Regions from separate parts of the Mus musculus genome. Here region 2 is linked to region 1. The links are chromatin contacts, called in public HiChIP or PLAC-seq maps. All regions are on one chromosome and are shown on one strand. The core of a region is the stretch at or near the end of the contact, and the rest is flanking DNA. Distances in the headings are between cores, read along the strand shown.

Region 1 (6,511 bases), core at 689-3,188:
TTATCATCATGGTGGGAAGCATGGTGGCACGCAGGCAGACATGGTACTGAAGAAGTAGCTGAGAGTTCTACATCTGGGTCCACAGGCATCAGGAAGAGAACAGTGAGTCTCTAGACCTGGCTTGAACTTCTGAAACCTCAAAGCCCACCCCTTACCCCACAACTCTCCCACTCCCCCACCCCATGACATATGTCCTCCAACAAGGCCACACCCACCCAAGGCCACACCCACTTCAACAAGGCCACACCTCGTAATAGTGCCATTCTCTACCGGCCTATGGGGGCCAGTTTTATTCAAACCACTATGCATGTTATAAGGTGTGCATTTGTCCTTGTTTTTCCTTTTGTGGAGGGACTAATAGTGGAAACATTCTCTATTCTCAAAGAATGTTCGTGAAAGTCAGACCCAAGCCATTTAACTTCTTCCTGTTTCTCATTGTTCACTTATCCTGTTCAAAGTTCTGTTGAAAGTTTAATCCTAAATGGTCAATCAATAACCATTCTTTGTAGTTCTTTGTTATTAGCCTTATGTTTATTAGTGTTTTTATTAGTTTTAAGCTACTAGTGATAAATGACTACACATGAGTGTGTGTCTCTACCATATTTAGAACATACTAGCCACTGCTGATACCAAAATCACATCCCTCATTATCTTAGTTAGGGTTTCTATTGCTGTGAAGAGACATCATGACCACAACTCTTATTAAAGAAAGCATTTAATTGGGGCTGGCTTACAGTTTCAGCGGGTTAGTCCATTTTCATCATGGTGGAAGTATGGCAGCACGAAGGCAGACGTGGTGCTGGAGAGGCAGCTGAGAGGTGTACATCTCAGATCTACAGGGAGCAGGAAGAGTGAGCCACTGGGTTTGGGTTGAGCTTTTGAAAGCTCATTGACACACTTCCTCCAACAAGGCCCTATCTCCTAATCTTTCACAAGTAGTACCACTTCCCGATAACCACGCGTTCGAGTATATGAGCCTATTGGGGCCACTCTTACTCAAATCACCACACTCATCTTAAAGATAAATAATAGTTTATTCTGGAGTCACTTCGAGTGACTACAAATTTAGGTTACCCCAAATTCCAAGTTCCAATGTGGAAACAGTTTCATAGTTTTACAGAACAAAGAAAGTCATAAATCAAAGCAAACTAAAAATACATTGGCGGGTACACAGAGAAGCAGTAACACTGAGACGGGGAAAACTTTCCTACAGGCCCAAGAAGATAGTTGACGACATTCTTAGCTTTTGGGTTGGTGAAAGCTACTACTACTACTAGCACCACTACTAGTACTACTAGTAACAACACACACACACACACACACACACACACACACACACACACACACACACACACACACACAGTTGATGTGAGACACCCCAAAAACTGAGAGCAGTTTCTTCAAGCGACATTCCACATTGGGGTTCTCAAATTCCTGCAGGAGAGAGTACCAAAACGTGCTTTTCGTAAAAACTGATAGCAAATGTACACGGTCTGCGTGTAGACGTAATGAACTTTGTGTATGCATACACTTTTTCTTTTTGACAGTGTGCTGGACGTGGAAAGATCTGTTCCTTTCCGGCAGAGCTATAGAACTGGGTTTCACTTCAAGAAGCACAGGCACAACTGAGATGAGACGATGCAGGTTTGGGGGCCTGGTGAGGCACAACTGAGATGAGATGATGCAGGTTTGGGGGCCTGGTGATGCCTTCTCTCAAAGCGCTGGGAAATGAGGGGGCAGCAAGTTTGGAAAACAAAACACTGATGGGAGAGAGTCATCTAACCATTTAGACACACGGTGGGGCAGTGAAGGAAGGTTTCCATCTGTTGGTGACTCGCTATTTTAAGTCAGAGTGGGTGGTTAGGAAACGGCGGAACCTTTGTCCTCAGCTCTCTGTTTCCCGCGACTCTACTCTAGCAGCTACACTAATGGACCGCCTCCTTCCCTTTCCCCTGGGGGCCCTATCCGGGTGAGTTCCGGAGTTTGTGACTCCGAAGTCCCCCCCAAAACCACGAGCGACGTCCCCTGTCTGTCACCGAGGCCCGTATCTCCATCCCGCACCGCGGCCGCCGCAACCCACGCTAGCGGAGCAGGCGGGGCCCCGTATCCACCGGCGCGTGCCCGGGTGCGCGTCCGACCCGCCGAGCTCGCGCCCCGCTTCACCTCCCAGCTCCCGTCCCAGCCGCACGCGCCGCGCCGCCGGCTTCCCCTCATCTTCCAGCCGAGCGGCCTCCAGACCCCGCACCGTTGGAGCGACCCGGGCGAAGCCCGAGGGGAAACCGGGGGAGGACGGGGCGGTCCTGTGCGCCCGGGTAGGCGGAGTGGCAGAATCACCTGAGACCGCCAGACAGCTCACTGCGTTCCCACTCCCGCTCGAGCTCCGCACCCGGACCGGTGGATCAGGCCCGGGAACCCGCGCCACACCGGGGAGGACCGGCCACAGCGAGCTAGTGAACATGGCCACACCGTTCCTACCCTCGGGGGCCACCACAGGCGACAGCGGTGGGGAACTGAGCTCCGGGGACGACTCTGGTGATATGGAATCCTTCCAGACCCCCGAGGCCGAGGGGACCCGGAGTTTGGCCGAGCTGTTTGAGAAGGCTGCCGCACACGTCCAAGGCCTGGTTCAGGTAGCCAGCCGGGAGCAGCTCCTGTACCTGTATGCCAGGTTCAAGCAGGTAAAAGATGGGTGGATGAGAGGACGTGGGCTGTTTCCTCCAAAAACTTAGTAGCAGATTGCGTGGCTAATGGTCGAGCGTAATGAAGTTTGTATGTGTGTGTTTGTTGTTTTTGTTTTTTACCCTGGAGAATAGCATCATTCTGGACATGGAATAATCTCTCTGATATCCAACGAATATTTATGTAGCCGGGCACTGAATGACAATGTTTCAGTGGCCTTGCCTCTGAACCTTTACAAAATGAGGATGATAAAATAAAATTTGGCATTCGCTGTTGCCAGAAGGACATGTGATAGGAAACATGGTAATGTTAATAATAAGTTTGAAATTTAAGAGAACATTACTGTGTATAAGATGCTAACAATATTACTATTATGATTCTTAGGAACTCTAAATATAGTTGTTATGTTTTTGGCTGAATTTGGTCCTGCTAGATATAGTCCCTCCACATTTTTAAAATTAAGGGCTCCATGCAGGTAACATGGAGGTCTGGTGATGAACTAACTCTCCACTCAGCTTCCTGAATCACTTTCATTTCCAAATAGAAAACCCAGGGGAGTAGGCAGTTTAGAAAGTTACATGGATATATCAGAATTAAAGTGTAGTTTTTGTCTCTAAAACTGAATTTTACCCGATAAAGTAAGGACAGGTTTGAGTTATAAACATAAGACTAATTTATCTTTCAAGGTTAGGTACCAGAAGGAAAGACTATTGCCTTCCTTCAGTGGACAGATACAGTTCAGCAGAACACTGGGTGTTCTGTCTATAGAGAATGCAAAGATGAAAGAACATCATGACACTGCCTTTAAGAAGCTTACAGGATTAGTTAAGGAATCTAGATGCAAATGTGAAAAGAAAATCGATGATTAGGAAAATAGGAAAACCCCAGCTCTTTGGAACTTTGAAAGAAATGACGTTCTGGATAGTAGTCTCTTTTATTTTATTAGAATAAAAAAATGCTTATGGTATAGTTACATATATTTCTCCTGAACTCTTTTTTTTTTAAGGTAGTCATGAGAACCCTCCTGTATTTCTAATTATGTTTTTATTGAGTTTGTGTGTGTCAGTGTAGGTCAGAGGACAACTTGCAGGAGTTGGCTCTCTCCTTTAACCATGTGGGTCCTAGGGATTCAGCTAAGGTTGTCAGGCTTGGTAGCAAGCACGGTTGGCTACACACTGAACTGTCCTGTAGTCTTGAACTTGAGATTCTGGGTAGAGGACGTCTTCTTACAGGACTGATGGTTATTATGAGCACATGCTAGTAATGATGTGGACTGAGAGATATCCCTGTGCAAGGATTTTGTGTGATGCCAGGTATGCTGGCACATACCCTTCACCCCAGCGGCTTGGGGAAGCAAAGGCAGGTTATCTCCATGAGATCAAGACAGCAAGCTGCAGGCTAGATGGAGCAACATGGTAAGACTCTGTCTCGAAACAAACAAAAAGTTGTGTAATGGGAAGAACAGGTAAGCACTTCTGCTACATACCTGATTACATTGGTTATTTTAAGGAAATTGAGGAAAATCAGATAGAATTGAATTACAAAGTCCTTGGACTTCTTTGTTTTTTTAATGTTTATTCATTTTATGTATATGAGTGGTTTATCTGTTTGTACACCTACATGCATGCCAGAAGACTGCATTAGATCCCAGGATAGATTCCAGGATTGTGAGCCACCATGTGCTTTTGCTGGGAATTGAACTCAAGACCTCTGGAAGAGCAGACAGTGCTCTTAACCATTGAGCCATCTCTCCAGTCCCCTCAGACTTCATTTTTATTTAACAAAAACTCTGTGAACTCTGTTTAGATTTGGGTGTTTGGCAGATGGTTTCTTGAAGATGAAGTAAACCTGGAAGACAGATGTAAATGTTCATTGCCAGTGGCAATGTTTGAGTTGTCAAAGGAAAAGTAGAGGTTTGGAAATCGCAGGGTCTGCCACCACGAGCTTGATAACTGCCCAATGCTCACAGAGATAAGTGTTGAGGATAATGAATGTGAAATTTCCCTAATCTCTAATACAATATGTTAACATTTGGAAATGCTGAATGACTCTGAGGTATTATCTGTATATTTCATAAGATAATGTTAAAAGTTACTGTGAGCAAAAGTCCCATTCAAAGTGGAAATCAGATAAGTGGTTTTTCACTACAACTGTGTAAAAAGATCCATAGTGCATTCAGATTCCTCCTCATAACTGGTCTTGGAGAAACTATCATTTATTGAGTTTGGGTGTCGTATCAAAGAATTCCACAATTACTGGAAGTACTATAAAAGTAATAATTTCTAACACATATGTGCAATTGAAATTTCCTCATCCGAACCAACATATAGAGATAGGCCACTGAAGAATGACAGTACAACCATGCCAGAAAGTAAGGAGATTTTAAAAAATAGACAATAAGGAGATTTTGTTTTCCATTTTTCTGTTTTGTTTTTGTAGTTGTTTTTCATAAAATTTTGTTACTTAAATTATCATATACTAGATTTATTTTCAAATAAACTAATATTTTAAAGATGTAATTTATTTACCTTTCTTGTGCATGTGTGTTCACATATGTGCGTGCATGTGTGTAGAGGTGGGAGGTTGATACAGAGACTCTTCCTGGATTGCTCTCTGCCATAGTCATTGAGACAGGTCTCTCACGGTACTCAGAGTTGCTATTGTAGCTTGTCTGGGTAGCCAGCTAGTCTGGCATCTCTAAAATCACATCAACTTCTGAACTCTGCTGCAGATATAACAGGAGACAGACTGTACACGCTGTAGCCCATGAGGCTATGCAACATCTGCCTACCTTCTAGGACTGGCTGCATATGAAGATTACAATAAAATACCTTGGTTAAAAACATAGGAGGTGGGAACGCTGGAGAGGTAGCCCAGCAGCTGAGAGCACTTTCCTCAGGATCCCTGTCTTCTGCAGTTAGAAGCGAGTTGCCCTGTTTACCTGGCATTTAATTTGGTTCTGGGCATCTGAACCTTAGACTAGGCCTTACACTTGCAGGACAAATGCTTTGAGCAATAACCCGACCCCAGTCCAAGTTCTCATTTCTAATCTGTATATATGACAGATAAAATCCATAAAAGTTCTGTGGAGACTGTAATTCTAAGAATTCAAAGGAATCACATTGACCACAGAGTTTGAGAACTCCTATTTCAAATTCTTGTTCCGTGGCCAGAGAGGCTCATGAACACAATACACGTGTTCTAGCCCAGGCAGAGCAATAGAGGATGGACTCCTTTTGTTTTTTCATTATTTAATCTCATTTAGTGTGTGTGAGTGTGTGTGAGTGTGTGTGTGTGATAAGTGTATAAGCCACAATCTGTGGAGGTCAGAAGACAACTTTCAGGTTAGTTGTCTCCCTCCACCATGGGTTCCAGAGTTGGAATTCAGGTTGTCAGACCTGCATGGCAAGTGCTTTTACCCACCTAACCGTCTCACTTGTTGCCCTCATCCCTCACCTCGTAAAAAACTTTGTGTATGAGTGGGTGTGCCTGATGTCCGCTGAGGCTGGAAGAGGTTATCAGATCTGCTGGAACTGGAGTTACAGATAGGTGGAAGCTGCCATGCGGGTCCTGGGAACTGAACCCAGATCTTCTGCAAGAGTGGCAGGCACTCTCTACCTCTGGGCTAGCTCTCCAGCACTCATTTATTATAATCTTTATATAAATCCGGTGGTCGAAGCTAGGGAGAGGTTGCATGGCCTCATGTACTATAGAGTGTATAGTCTGTCTCCCTTTGTATTTGTAGCAGAGTCCAGCAGTTTATGTGATTTAGAGATGCCGGGATTGAAGTCTAGATTCTCTGTAACATATAAGACAGATGATACAGTGAAGG
Region 2 (7,124 bases), core at 3,916-6,415, 1.0 Mb after region 1:
CCAGGAAGAGCCCATGGGAGAGGAGAGAGGAAGTGGTCTGGATGGGGGAGGGTGTAGTAGAACAAAGGATATGAAAGAAGTGGGAAGGGACTCCTGGAAATTAAAAGACAAAGCAAGAGACAGAGCAAGAGAGTTGGGGGAGAAGAGGAAGAGGAGGTGGGTTAAAAAAAAACTAAGGATGTATGAAAAACCCTTATAGAAACCCACTGCTTTGTAAGCCAATTAGCAAATATAGTAAAGCTGGGTGTGGGGTGCATGCTTTTCATCCCAGCACTTAGGAGGCTGAGGCCAGACTCTGTTTGGGTCCAGTCTGATCTATATAGCAAATCCCAGGACAGTCAAGACTACATAGTGAAAGCATGTCCCAAGATGTACATAAAAGGAAAAAGAAAAAAAAAAGTAAGAGTTTGAACACGGTACCCTACATGGGTGGACAATCCTTCTCCAGTAAGACATGAAAAATCTCAGTACCAGGCATTGACACACTTCCTTACAAGTTAGTGGTCTTGAGGCCCCCTTGAAAGTCCCCAGACGCTGGGCAAGGGCTACTGCTATGTTTTTCTTAACTAGCTTTCTTGAGCCAGAATTTAAAAAAAAAAAATTTATTTATTTATTTATTTATTTGTTTGTTTTGTTTTGTTTTGTTTTTTTTTGAGACAGGGTTTCTCTGTATAGTCCTGGCTGTCCTGGAACTCACTTTGTAGACCAGGCTGGCCTCGAACTCAGAGATCCTCCTGTCTCTGCCTCCCGAGTACTGGGATTAAAGGTGTGCACCACCACCGCCCGAGTCGGAATTTTTAAAGTATTTATTTGTTTATTTACTCTGTGTGTGTGCGCGTGTGTGTGTGTGTGTGTGTGTGTGAACACGTCATGGGCACATGTAGAGGCCAGAGGACAATTTGAGGGCATTGTCTCTCTTCCTATGTGAGTCCCATGGATCAAACTGAGATTATTAAGCTTGGTGGCAACTGCCTTTATGTCACGGCTCATCTCACCGAGCCCTGCTATGGTTCTTAATTACCTACCAGAACTGGACAGTATAATTCTATTGCTGAAGACACTGTGTACTGTGGTTGTAGGACATACAGAATTCAATCTGGAATTGGTTGGTAAAATTTCCTCCCTGTAGGTTAGCTTTCATAGTACTTAAAGGTGCTATGTAGGCCATTGGGTAAGACATCGATGGTCCAGCGCTGCGTAAGACACCAACCGTGAAAGGTCCAGCACTCACTTGCCAGGCAAGATATGCTCACCGGTGCAAAAGCGGCATAATTGTTAAGGGTTATCCATGTGATCTTTTAAAAACTAGATCTGAGGCTTGTTCCATGGGAGAGAAGTCATGCCTGGCACAGTTGATCTTGTCACAAACCCTTGGTTGAGAAGCTCACAGGCCCTAGTGGGAACTTACTATTGCTTTGCTAAATGTGTCAAATCACCTTCTACATATTTATATTTCTACCCATATTCGGGCTGCTTTTAACTTTGGTCATATCTGATGTGACATGATCATTGGCCTGAGGAACTCATAGGAGCTTTATGTATCTCCAAAAGTTCTGCATAAGATCAAGCCAGTCCCAACTTGAGATGCGTCCTATGGGAGAGAGCCAACCCTGACACTATTATTAATGATATTCTGCTATGCTTGCAGAGAGGAGCCTGGCATAACTGTCTCCTGAGAGGTTTCATCCAGCAGCTGATGGAAACAGATGCAGAGACCCCACAGTCAAACATCAGGCAGAGCTTGGGGAGTCTTGTGGAAGAGTGGGAGATAGAATTGAGTGAACAGGAGGGGTCAAGAACACCACAAGGATTCCTACAGAGTCAAGTAACCTGGGCCTCAGGGGGCTCACTCACAGAGACTGAGCCACCAAGCAAAGGACATGCAGGAGCTGGACCTAGGCCTCCTACACATTTGTAGCAGATGTGGAGTAGATGTGGAGCTGGACCTAGGCCTCCTACACATTTGTAGCAGATGTGCAGCTTGGGCTTCGTGTGGGGCCCCTAACAATTTGAGCAGAGGCTGTCTCTGACTCTGTTGCCTGCCGTTGCTTCCCCTTTCCCTAACTGGACTGCTTGGTTGGGCCTTAGTGGGAGAAGATGTCCCAGGGTGGGGTGGTACCCGAGTGAGGGCTTCCCCTTCTCCTCAGAGAAGGGGAGGGAGTAATGGAGAGAGGGACTTTTAAGGGTGGGACTGGGAGTAGAGGAGGGGAGCAATTGGGATGTAAAGTGAATAAATAAATCATACACACACACACAAATCAAGCAAGCCAAAATTCCAGCATGAATTGAGGAGGCGCTCATGAGGCCCCACTTCTAGCTGAGAGGTTATTAATAGTTGGTGGCTGCTGGGGTGGGAGAGTGGTTCTCTTTGGGGATGTGCCCATTGGTAGGTTGGTTGTCCACACTCAGGGACAAGGGCAGAGGAAGGGCTGAGAAGTGGGAGGATATGATCAAAATACATGTGTATACATAGGACATTCTCGGTAATAAAAAACTGTATTAAAACATAACCAGAAAGGAGAAGACAGAACTAGAGGATCCACTGTCATTGGGGAATCTCTGTAAACAAGGAGAAGACAGAACTAGAGAATCCACTGTCGTTGGAGAATCTATGTAAACGGACTCTACAAGCACTGCTCTGTTGCTTTTGCTTTACTGTTTTTTGTTTATTTGAGACAAGGTTGGCCTCGAACTTCTGAATCTTCCTCCTCTGCCTTATATTTTGAGTGTGTGTGTGAATAATAGTATATATTTACATGAGGCTTTGCATCTGCCTGGATGTTTGTGCCACCACAGACGGTTTTTTTCTTTTACAACAAATATGCTTTTCCTCCTGCCCTCTCTCCTTCCCTCTTTTCTTTTCTTTTTTTTTTTCTTTTTACTTTCATGCTTGTTTTTATAAAAGGTTTTGCTATCTATCCTGGGATGGCTTGATTTCTGGTTCCAGCCTTCAGAGCTTCTGGGGTTGCAGGCATATAACTATCCCTGTTCTGCTAGAGCTAAGTTTTGAGTTTAAGCCTTCTAATTTCAGAGTCCCTGCCCTTAACCACAGCACTGTTCTACACAGCAATTACTGTCCATCATTCACGAATTAGCAGAGAAACCAAACTGTTGTCACCAAGTTGAAATTCCACGGGTAAATAAAAAAGAACAAACAATAAAAACAAATCCTACTTCTATGATCATCTTTGTGTTTTGTGAATTAATCTCTTCAGTAACTGTAACCACTTTGTGAATGAAAAGAAAATAAATAGTATTTGGGGCAGCGTCTTGCTATGCCACACAGGTTGGTCTCACTCAGATTCTCGGCCTCAAGTCAAGTGTCTCCCTGTTTCAGCTTTCTTAGCAGTGCGAGTACAAGCCCATAGCATAACATCGAGGTGTGTGGCCACTTTTGTTCTCAGACAGGCTCTTACGATGCACTTTAGTCTAGCCTTGAATTTGTGATCCAACTGTCTCTGGATCTATTATAATAGTGGTACAACATGACACTCAGGGGAAAAAAGGGTATTTTAAATACAGATAGACTTTGATATAAATGAAAATTCATATTCCATCCAGTGCTAAAGTGTAGTGCTTCTTTTCAATGGGAACTAAATTCCGTTGTCTCTGGCTGTACCCTGGGTGGCGATGAAATAACTTAGAGTGTTCTTAGTGTGGGCACATGTGTGTGCGTGCCGGTCACAGGACAACTTTTACTGTCAGTTCTTGCTTCTTTTAAGACAGGGTCCCTTAGCCACTGCACATGTAAGCCAGGTTTCTGGAGACCCCCTTATCTCTGCCTCCCCCCTTCTTGTGGACCAGCTGGGATCACAGAGCTTGGGCTGGTGCATCTGGCTTTTCTCTATGACCAGTAGCTGCTTGTGTGGGTCCTAGGCAGCAAGTTCAGGTGGTCAGGCTTGCAGTGCAAGTCTTCTTTGTCATTAACCCATCTTTCCCCAGCTCCTAAGGCTCTTTAATAGTGAATATCAAAATCAGCTGGAGTGGGGGGCGGTAGTAGCAAGTGGTAGAGCACTCACCTGGAACTCAAGGTCCTGAGTTTGAGTCTCACCCACATGCACTTGTGATCTTACACCATTCTACAAAAGACATGTATGGGGAATTATATCTATTTTGCTAATTCTTTTCTTCCCCAGGGTGGTTTTCCTTGGTTTAAGCAATGGCTCCAGTCCTCATGGCACATAGGGTGTACATCTATAAAAATAGCTTCTCTTCTGTCCATTTCTCTATTTAGACCCCAGACGGTGAAGATGAGTAAGTTTTGACTCAGAAACAAGGTCAAAGTGATTTATCTTTTCCTTGCCAAAAAGGAGGGCCCAACCTGCACTGAGAGGAAAGCATGTCTGTGAGAAGAGTCGCTTTACTGTCAGGCATTTTATTTATTTATTTATTTTAAAGATTCATTTATTTATTATATGTTAGTACACTGTAGCTGACTTCAGACACTCCAGAAGAAGGCATCAGATTTTGTTACAGATGGTTGTGAGCCACCATGTGGTTGCTGGGATTTGAACTCGGGACCTTTAGGAAGAGCAGTCGGCGCTCTTAATCACTGAGCCATCTCACCAGCGCCCCACCAGGCGTTTTAAAGTAAACAGAAACACATGCGGGTAGGTCGATGGTGGAAGAGTTCAAGAGAAATCCACGGTAGTATGAAGAATTGAGTTCTAACCGCTTTGCCAATAAGACGGCAAAGTGCACATCAAGAAATAATTCACCGAATTAAGTTAACCCCGCACTTGACCATCTCCCCGTGAATTCTGTACCATTCCAAACTTCATTCTGGGCCCAATGCTAAGTGTGTGTGAAGGGCTCCTCAATTGAATGGCAGCGAAGCCCAGGGATCAGGAGCCTCAGCTGTTTGGTGCTGAGCTGCGCGGCGCACGTGGTGGCTTCTCAGCCTCTTCTGATTTGACAGGTGGAGGTGGGACGGGAAAGGCCGGGCGCCCACAGTCCTCCAAGTGGGGCAGTGTGTGGAGCCGAACGTGGGTGAAGGTAGCAGTAAAAGCACTCGAGGGCCCTCGAAAGCTTCGCTGACCCTGTGGGCCCCGGCTTCCACCCAGCGGGGCGCGGCGCGGGGCGGGGCTCCGCCGAGCTCCGCCCACCGAGTAGCGGAGGTGCTTGGGCGAGAGGGGGGCGGGAGACGCTCTGTCCCACGCTCGCCCTGTGCTCGGTGGTTTAAAGATGGCGGCGGCGGCTGGGGCGAGGAGCCGCCGGAGGGGGAGGGAGAAGGAGAGTCTGTGAGTCGCTGGGAGGCAGCGCGGCAGCGGCTCCGAGGAGTCCGCGTGGGAGCCGCCGGCAACTCCGGCCCAGAGGGCCTGGGCTTGGGCCGGAGAGACCGGAGCGGCGCCAGGAGCTCCGGAGGCCGGAGCAGAGGAGGAATGTGAGCAAGGGTCGGCGGGGGCGCGGGAGTACGCGAGCGGCGGGATGGGGCAGCAGGTGGGCCGCGTCGGGGAGGCTCCGGGGCTCCAGCAGCCGCAGCCGCGCGGGATCCGGGGCAGCAGCGCAGCCAGGCCCTCGGGCCGCAGGCGGGACCCGGCGGGGCGTACCGCAGACGCCGGCTTCAACGTCTTCACCCAGCACGGTGAGTGTGTCCGGAGCCGGTGGAGGGCATGAGGGAGGCCGGGGAGGGGTGGGGTGGGGTCGGGGCGAGGTGCGAGGCGGATGGGCAGCCTTCGGGGGGCGAGGGCTGGAGGGGTGCCCGCGAGTGGGGGCGGAATCGGCTGCCATCTGGGCCAGTCACGGGAGGCGAGGCACACCCCTCCCCCCGCCTGGCTGGCAGCGTCTGGGGGCGGCGGCGGCGGCGAGCACGAACCGGGGTCTTAGGGACCCAGGCTTGACTGTCCTGCTATCCTGGGACAGGACGGGGCGACTGTGGAACTGTGGATGGTATCCCCAGGGAGGGAAGGATGAAGGCAGGTATGAGCTCAGGTTCAGGAGGTGGGAGGATAAACCGGTTGTGAACGACGGGAACGAGTCGTGCCCTGAGGAATTGGGAAATAGGTACTGAATCTTTAAGAGATTGTGGTGGCATATTCGGTATGTGCTTTATGAACCAGGCGGTGAGCAGTGTCAGAATGGTGAACTGTGAAACCCTTTTCCGTATCTTTTTACTTTCAACAGAGTATTTTCTCCAAACTAGAAATGAAAGGCTTTGCCAAACCACCCTGTTCTGCCTATCCGAGTAGGACACAGGATTCTGAGATGGCTGGCGGGGCTGTCGATGGGTGGGCATGGTTAGGGCTTCCTTCCATGTGGTCTGAACATGAGTTTTTCTTTGAGCTGCATTGGTGTATACATATGTGCTCCGCATAGTCTGGGACTTACTCGGTGTCATATTCTTCAGAAGGGCTGTTTCTAAACTATTTAAAATTATATTTATTTTGTGTGTATGTGTATGTGCGCACACACCCATGTATGCAGAGGTCAGGAGACAACTTGGGGAGTCATTTCTCCCAGGTATTAAACTCTTTATCAGGCTTGGGGGCAAGTGCCTGAACTCTAGTAAATACAAATTTTGAGCACATACTCTTAATTTGTGTGTCTTTATTAATATAGACAAGGTTATAGTAATTAACAAATAATGTAATCAACGGTCAGAAATAGAGTATAAGAAAGGGTGCCATGAGGAAAATTAAGTATAGAGCCTTGTAAATTAGTGACAGTGTACACAGCTTATGTGAGGCCTGAGTTCAAGCCCCAGTATCGAAGAAGAAGAAGAAGAAGAAGAAGAAGAAGAAGAAGAATGAATGAATATTTTTTCCCCTTGATGCCAAGTGGATTCTTTTGTTCTTCCATAGTGTGTTGTTGACCATTTTTAAGAGCATTGTTCTAGAGGAGGGCAGAATAGAGAAGGAGAAAAATATCAGAAGCCATCCTAAGACCTGAGAGGCTGGTGATGGAGATGTAATATCTGTAGGAAGGACCGGCTAGCAGAGGTAGCAAGCTGGTTTCATTGATAATATGTACAGGAGTGAAGTGAAGGATAAACTGTCCCGCTGCACATAGCTCGGGGAAAGGGAAGGAGAAGAAGTGTAGACTAGTCACGGGAAAGGGCGTTTCAAAGGAAGTGACGATAGCATGCAAAGAGATGATCCCAAGACTTGTAGCTGCTGGGTGAGTTG

What was found. HiChIP or PLAC-seq counts read pairs in DNA pulled down with a chosen protein or histone mark.
Region 2: an H3K27ac HiChIP or PLAC-seq map of microglia shows a contact between it and region 1, with 6 times the contacts expected there. The contact joins the promoter of Abl2 here to the promoter of Acbd6 in region 1. A contact is called at or near these places in 2 of 39 promoter capture datasets (the C10 cell line and pre-B cells) and 2 of 115 datasets of contacts at active chromatin or transcription factors (large pre-B cells and microglia).

What each region holds. Positions count from the first base shown.
Region 1 is chr1:155,556,182-155,562,692 of GRCm38.p6, forward strand. It overlaps Acbd6 (acyl-Coenzyme A binding domain containing 6), which reads left to right and starts at 1,939. Exons shown (of 8, transcript NM_028250.3): 1 at 1,939-2,678. The coding sequence starts at 2,457.
Region 2 is chr1:156,553,622-156,560,745 of GRCm38.p6, forward strand. Abl2 (v-abl Abelson murine leukemia viral oncogene 2 (arg, Abelson-related gene)) reads left to right here and starts at 5,166. Exons shown (of 12, transcript NM_009595.3): 1 at 5,166-5,584. The coding sequence starts at 5,428.